2 separate regions of the Sus scrofa genome follow, and region 2 is linked to region 1. A link is a contact called in public HiChIP or PLAC-seq data. All regions are on one chromosome and are shown on one strand. The core of a region is the stretch at or near the end of the contact, and the rest is flanking DNA. Distances in the headings are between cores, read along the strand shown.

Evidence for each region. HiChIP or PLAC-seq counts read pairs in DNA pulled down with a chosen protein or histone mark.
Region 2: an H3K27ac HiChIP or PLAC-seq map of skeletal muscle shows a contact between it and region 1, with 9 times the contacts expected there. The contact joins two enhancer-like sites. A contact is called at or near these places in 1 of 47 Hi-C or Micro-C datasets (embryonic fibroblasts) and 1 of 2 datasets of contacts at active chromatin or transcription factors (skeletal muscle).

Annotation. Positions count from the first base shown.
Region 1 is chr3:44,912,943-44,915,945 of Sscrofa11.1, reverse strand. The region is part of intron 1 of LOC106509733 (a long non-coding RNA gene); the gene reads right to left. Among named protein-coding and RNA genes, the nearest start is that of BCL2L11, 280 kb to the left of the region's middle. Within about 2 kb of position 1,480, at least 14 of the 83 cell types and tissues checked have an H3K27ac peak or open chromatin away from gene starts, as enhancers often do. A contact at or near this core is called in skeletal muscle, where this site is marked.
Region 2 is chr3:45,480,769-45,483,771 of Sscrofa11.1, reverse strand. All of the region lies in intron 9 of ACOXL (acyl-coenzyme A oxidase-like protein), which reads left to right. Among named protein-coding and RNA genes, the nearest start is that of ACOXL, 81 kb to the left of the region's middle. Within about 2 kb of position 1,486, at least 20 of the 83 cell types and tissues checked have an H3K27ac peak or open chromatin away from gene starts, as enhancers often do. A contact at or near this core is called in skeletal muscle, where this site is marked.

The sequences.
Region 1 (3,003 bases), core at 231-2,730:
TGTGTGGCATCTGGGGCCACCCCCCCCTCCAGATATCACACAGTGGAAGGAAGGGACACTGCCCCCAAGGAAACTGGGTGCAGCAGAGATGGGTGGCCCCAAATATACTACAGTTCTCCCAACAAGGTTTGACTGCATCTTTGTAATGAGGCTTCTGCAATAACTACTCAGGGGTGCAGGCAGCCTCTGGAAGCTGAACAGTCAAGGAAGCCAAATCTACCCTCCGAAAAAGCCTCCTGCAAAGAACAATACTTTGCCTTCAACCCAGTGAGACTAATTTCGGGCATCTGGCTTCCAGAACTGTCAGAGAATACACTTGTGTTGTTTTAAGCCACCAAGGATGTTACAGCAGCCACAGCAAACCAAAACACCCAACATGACAAGCAGGAAGATAGAGAGGGACCAATGGCTCACTTGTCACATCCCAGGAACCTAGACCCTGACTCCTGCTGGAAGCATCCTCCCATTGTCCCTGAGGTCCCAGAGCACCTGCCTAAGTGGGAGAGTCCTCCAGGTGCAGCGGAGCCCTGCAAAAAGCCATGGTCCTTCACTGGCTCCAAGAGGACCGCTCACCCACCCTTGGCCTCTGACAGACAGGGTACTTTATGAATCCAGTGACATGCGAGTGTGTCAGGGCATGGAGTGGGCAGGCTGTAAGAACTCTCAGGGCTTATCTGGATGCCTCTACAGTTCCCATGAGTCTAAACTGGTGCATCCATTGTACAAACAAGCACATCTTGGAAACATCCAGATCAGAGCAGGAGCTGTTACAGGCTAGGAAGGTAAATGATGATACTGGTCCTGAGCGCAGCCGCTGTCACTCAAGGCATTTTGATCACAGAGCATCAGGGGCACTGGACCAGGTCACAGGTGTCTTCTGAAAGACGCACAGACAAGCCCAGGTGAAAAGGAAATGTCTTCTGCTGCTCGTTTGTTCCAGCCTTAGCCGGAATGTATTTATCTCAACATTTCTCAGCACAATGGGGTGTGAAGCAGGGGGGAGGGGAGACCCTCTAGCAACTCATTGTCTGGGAGGGTAATTTAGTCCAAGCTCCTATTTACTGGAAGAGCTTTCTACCCACACAGCAAAAAAGTTCTGAAATAAAGAAGGCCTGTAATTGTTTATTTCCTTTTACTTTTTTGGTTACGACAGTTAAAAACTGTCCTTCAAACTTAGTCCCAAAAGACATCAGAGCTTGACAATGACGAATGGGGAACAGATGTTTCTGGACTGTCAGAATGGCAGCTTCCTCCTCGACACGTGGGCTCCGGAACACAGAGTGGGTCACTGTCCGGCCTCGGGGGCCAGACAGACCAGGTCTGGCAGCCAGGCCCAGGCTCCGAGGGTGTGCGGGACCATGGGCCAGGCTTCCCTTGACTGAGTTGGGCAATTCGGGGCTTTTAACTGCCTTGGGGATTGGGGCGGGTGCCTTGAATGAGGAACTAGGACAGGCCCTGACTTCCCAGCAGGGGTCTAGCTCAACTGACAGTTCTCTCTCCCTGAGGCCAGTGAGGCCACTGTACTCTCTCCCCCAGGCCAGTGAGGCCGGGGACAGAGGAGGATCTGCTTTTCTCAGGACTTGGGAGCTAACTCTGCAGTTCTGTGCCACTCACTTTCCCATGTCACTTCCCTCTCCCACTTCCCTTTCCCTGGAAACCCGCTAGCCAGACATGGGCAGACAGGAGTGAGAGAGATGGGGGATAATGGTCAGGCAGCCTCATCCTCTCAGAGGTCCCCACCCTATCCAGGCTCTGGTCCTCAAAGGCATCAGCCCCCAGCAGGTCACCTCACAGTTCTCTACTGACCTCAGTACACAGTACCCCAGGCTCTTGCTGCCCATGTCCTGGGGGTGTTCAGTGGGAGTTGGGGAGCGGGGTGGCTGGAGGGTCCACGTGGGTGCAGCTGGAGTGGCTATGCTTACTCCCAGGGCAGCTGTAGCCCAGGCTTGAGGCGCATCCTACCCGAAGCCAGAGGGGGCCCTGCCACACTCCCCGAGGTGCCTTGGCACTCAGTGCCCCTCCCTCGCCCTCCAGGGAAGCAGCAGCAGGGGCTAAAGCCGCTCCACACCCCTCTTTCGCTCCACACTCCCAACACCACGTGGGCCGCACTTTCACGCCTATTTAGAACCACGGAGACCTACCGTGTGCCTGATTCTAGATGCCCGCAGTTAGGAAGCAGCCTCTGCAGTCCAACTCCCCGGGTTCCATCCCAGCTCTGGACTCACCCTCCATGCCTGGGCATTTCATAACCTTGGGGTGCCTCAGTTTCCCCAGCCTTAAACAGTGAACTTCTGTTCACTACTTTCCAGGAGAGCTGCTGACGATTAAATGTCAAGTGCTCCGTGGTGCTGGCCGGACCTGCAGGAGCATCAGCTACAAGAGGTGCAGAGAGCTGAGCACCTGCCCTCAATGGTGGCTTGAGGTGGTCGGACTGTGTCCTTGAACCGCGCAGCCGCATCCCGATCAGCCTTCAGTGGGCTTGCAGCGCGCATGCACAAGTCCTGTGGCCCATGCGCGTGCGCACCAGCGGATGCCAGACGGGGAGCGCTGCTGGGAACAGCGTCATGGCTCTGAGGATTCGGAGCAGAGGGCAGGGGGACGAGGGGGCGGCTGGAGCCCAGTTCGCTCTTGCGAAGCACTTCCTGAACTGCACATTCAGTTACCACAAAATGAGTCAAGGTCCCTTTCAAGTGGCTTGTTGAGCTTCCCTCTGATCTGGCACAGCCTCCCCGGGATGGACGGGCCACAGTCTTTCCTGGTAAGCTGTCGTGTCCCGCTCGGAAATCCCTAGACTTGGCACCGTGCCAGCTCCGAACTGCTTCACTTCTCCCTGATAACCACCCCACAGGGCGGGGTCTGGTCAGGTCCCCATTTTACAGATAAGGAAACTGAGGATCAGAGAGGTTGCCATGAGTGGCCTTCGGTCACACAGCTGTCAGGGTCAGGGCTGGGGTTTGAACACATGACTGTCTGGCTCTTCCCTGTGTGTTCTTTCACCTGACT
Region 2 (3,003 bases), core at 237-2,736, 570 kb before region 1:
TTCAAAGCATGGATGCGTGTTCAGTCCTGAAGATCTGGGTCTGGAGTGGCCCAGTGGGTCCCCTTCGCCGAATGGTCTGAGTCTGAGAGGCCTGGGGAGAGCCTTGTGACGCAGGCACTGGGGTGAGGCCGAGGGCCCTAGATGGCTGCAGTGAAGTGCTGAGGAAAATACTTCTCCCGAGTCCGTGATAGAAACTGTTGCAGCCATTTTCCAGACTCCAGAAGGAGGCAGAAGGAGAGAAAGCAGATGGGCCTAGACTTGCCTTGTGGAGTAGATGGGACAGACATCTGCTCAGGGTTCTCTGAAGCCATGACATTTGCATGGGAGCCCATCCGATCACAGCAGCCTTCAGGGGCCCTCCGGCGAGAGTGTCTGTGAAGGTTAAAGCCACATGCTGCTTAGTGGCTGGAGAGGTGCTGTAGAAACCCTGGGCCGTTACATTTTGAGTGGGTGATGTAGAGTGAAGGACATCCACACTGCCTGTCAGCCCATCCAGGCCAGTGGTGGGATCCTCAGGGACAGGCATGGGGTGGTGTAGATGGAACATGGTGTGGGGGCTTCTGGGAGAGACTGGATTTTAAGTGTTGGTCGATCTGGAGCAGTGGGGGTGGGGGGCGAGGATGCAGAGAGGCTGATTATTTATTTATTTATTTATTGGCTTTTTAGGGCTGCATCTGTGGCATATGGATATTCCCATGCTAGGGGTTGAATTGGAGCTATGGCTGCTGGCCTACGCCATAGCCACAGCAATGCCAGAACCGAGCTGTGTCTGCTACCTACACCACAGCTCATGGTAACGCCAGATCCTTAACCCACTGAGTGAGGCCAGGGATTGAACCTGCAACCTCATGGTTTCTAGTCAGATTTGTTTTCGCTGAGCCACGATGGGAACTCCAGAGGCTGATTTTTAAAAGTATCTATTATGCATTTTACTGAACATGATCAAGGGATCAAACCCTATGGGCTCCAGAGGGTCTGGGGCAGGGACCACGTTTGGATCAATTCCTGGTCAGGCATCTGACATACATACTTTGTTCCTGGCCACGTATAGGCTTTCTCATAAAGTCAGAGAACTTGGCTCAAATTTCACCTTGGACATGACCAGCAGCGGGGTTGTGGGCAGATCAGTAAGCTTCTTTGGGGCTCAGTTTCTCCATATGTAAAATGGGCCTTCAGACAATGATGAGGCCTGAATAAGGATGTGCTGGTGCAGAGGAAGTACGGGGTTGCTCAGAGCTGTTACAGATGTGATGGCTGCTGCTGGTACCAAGGAGATAGGAGCCTGCTTTGGGAGGGGAATAAATGGGCTTCTCCCTGAAACAGATGCTGGCTGGTTTGAGGCATTTTGTAGAGCTGCATGCCATCCCTGTGATTCCAGAGTATCTAAATAGAACACGATCCGTGATGGTGAGTCAGCGCCTCCCCTGTCCAGGAGGAAGGTTGTCCAGGTGACCGCGAGAGCCCTCGCAGAGCCACCAACATCAGATCCTTGTGGTCCGGGCACCAGTATGTGTCTCCTGGAAAGGGAGCCTGGCTGCCATGATCTCATCCTGAGCCTCTGGAGGGGGGGAAGATGATGTCACCAGCCGCTGGCAGCTCCTTCTCTCCTTTGGCTCAAACACAAGACAGATGCTCTCTCGGCTGAAACCTGAGCCGGTCCTGCTTGTTCTGGGCTTGCTGAGGAGAGGAAAACGGACCCCTGTCTCTGACGTGCATTCTTCCCGTGTTAGAAAACTGTCACCTCGGCTCCCCATGGTGACATTTGCTCAAGGCTGAGCACACGGGGTCCTTTTAAACTCTGCCCTTTTGTGTCTGTGTGTGTGTGGGGTGGTGGATATCTCTCATTTTCACAGCAGTTCTCAGGGAAGGATGGTCCTGGCATGTTGTGTGGACAAGGTTGACATGTAGCTACAATTAAAAAGGGTAGTAGAGTTAAGTGGGAACAGGGACAGTCCAGCCCAGCACAGGAATCCCTAGAAGCTGGAGGTGCTTGGACATAGGGTTAGCCAAGTTACACAGCTGGGTCATGGCAGGCCACTGGCTGGCCACTGAGTTGTTGGGTCGGGAGGACCCTCATGAAGGCGCTAACTAAGGCTGCAGCGAGGATGGGGCCCTGCTCTTGCTCATCACCCTGACACGGCGCTGAGCCAGGCAGAGGGACGACGCCCCCTAGGAAGTCAGAGTTGAGACAAGCAGGATTGGCCTGTGTGGAGATGGTTGGAATATTGTGTCTGTTCTGGAGTCCTGGGTGAGGCCAGAAAAACGTGGGCTCTGAAATCAGCCTCTCTGGATTTGCTTCCTGCCCCTGGGTGCCCTCAGCGGGTTATTGAACCATCTCCATACCTCTAAAAATCAGAACAGCACCCCCCTCCCCAGAGAGCTGTTATAAGGCCCCAGCGAATAATACTGGTAAGGCTTATCCCAGTGCCTCATATACTGAATCATCAATACACAGAGGCTGTTATTAGTGCCAGGGATGTGGAAGCTAGCTTATATAAGCAAGCCTGGATACACTGATGATTGAAGATGACATTTGAGATGGCGAGGATAAGAAATTGAGTTTTTATTGATTGATTGATTTTTTGCCATGTCCGAGGCACGTGGAGGTTCCAGGGCCAGGGATTGGACCTGAGCCACAGCAGTGACAATGCTGCTGAATCCTTAACCCACTGAGCCACCAGGGAGCTCCACAAACAGGGTTTATAACACATGCTCACCCCCAGGTGGTTGTGGCAGCTTGGATCTGAGGGCGCAGAATCGTGAGGCTGACAGGTGGCTGTGGTTGTGGTGAGCTAAAGGATGGGGTGGGGAGTGGTGGGGTCTGTTCCTTCTGGCTGTCCTCCTGGGGTTGGGTGAAGGACACATGGTCTGGAGAGAAGAGTGGAGAGCCTGAGTGACCATCTCAGAGTCATCAATGGGTGCGGGAGTGAAGGTGGAGGGCGGCTATTCCTGGGACCTGGGGATGTAGGAAGAGCAAAGGGAAGAACTGATCTCAGGTGGGAC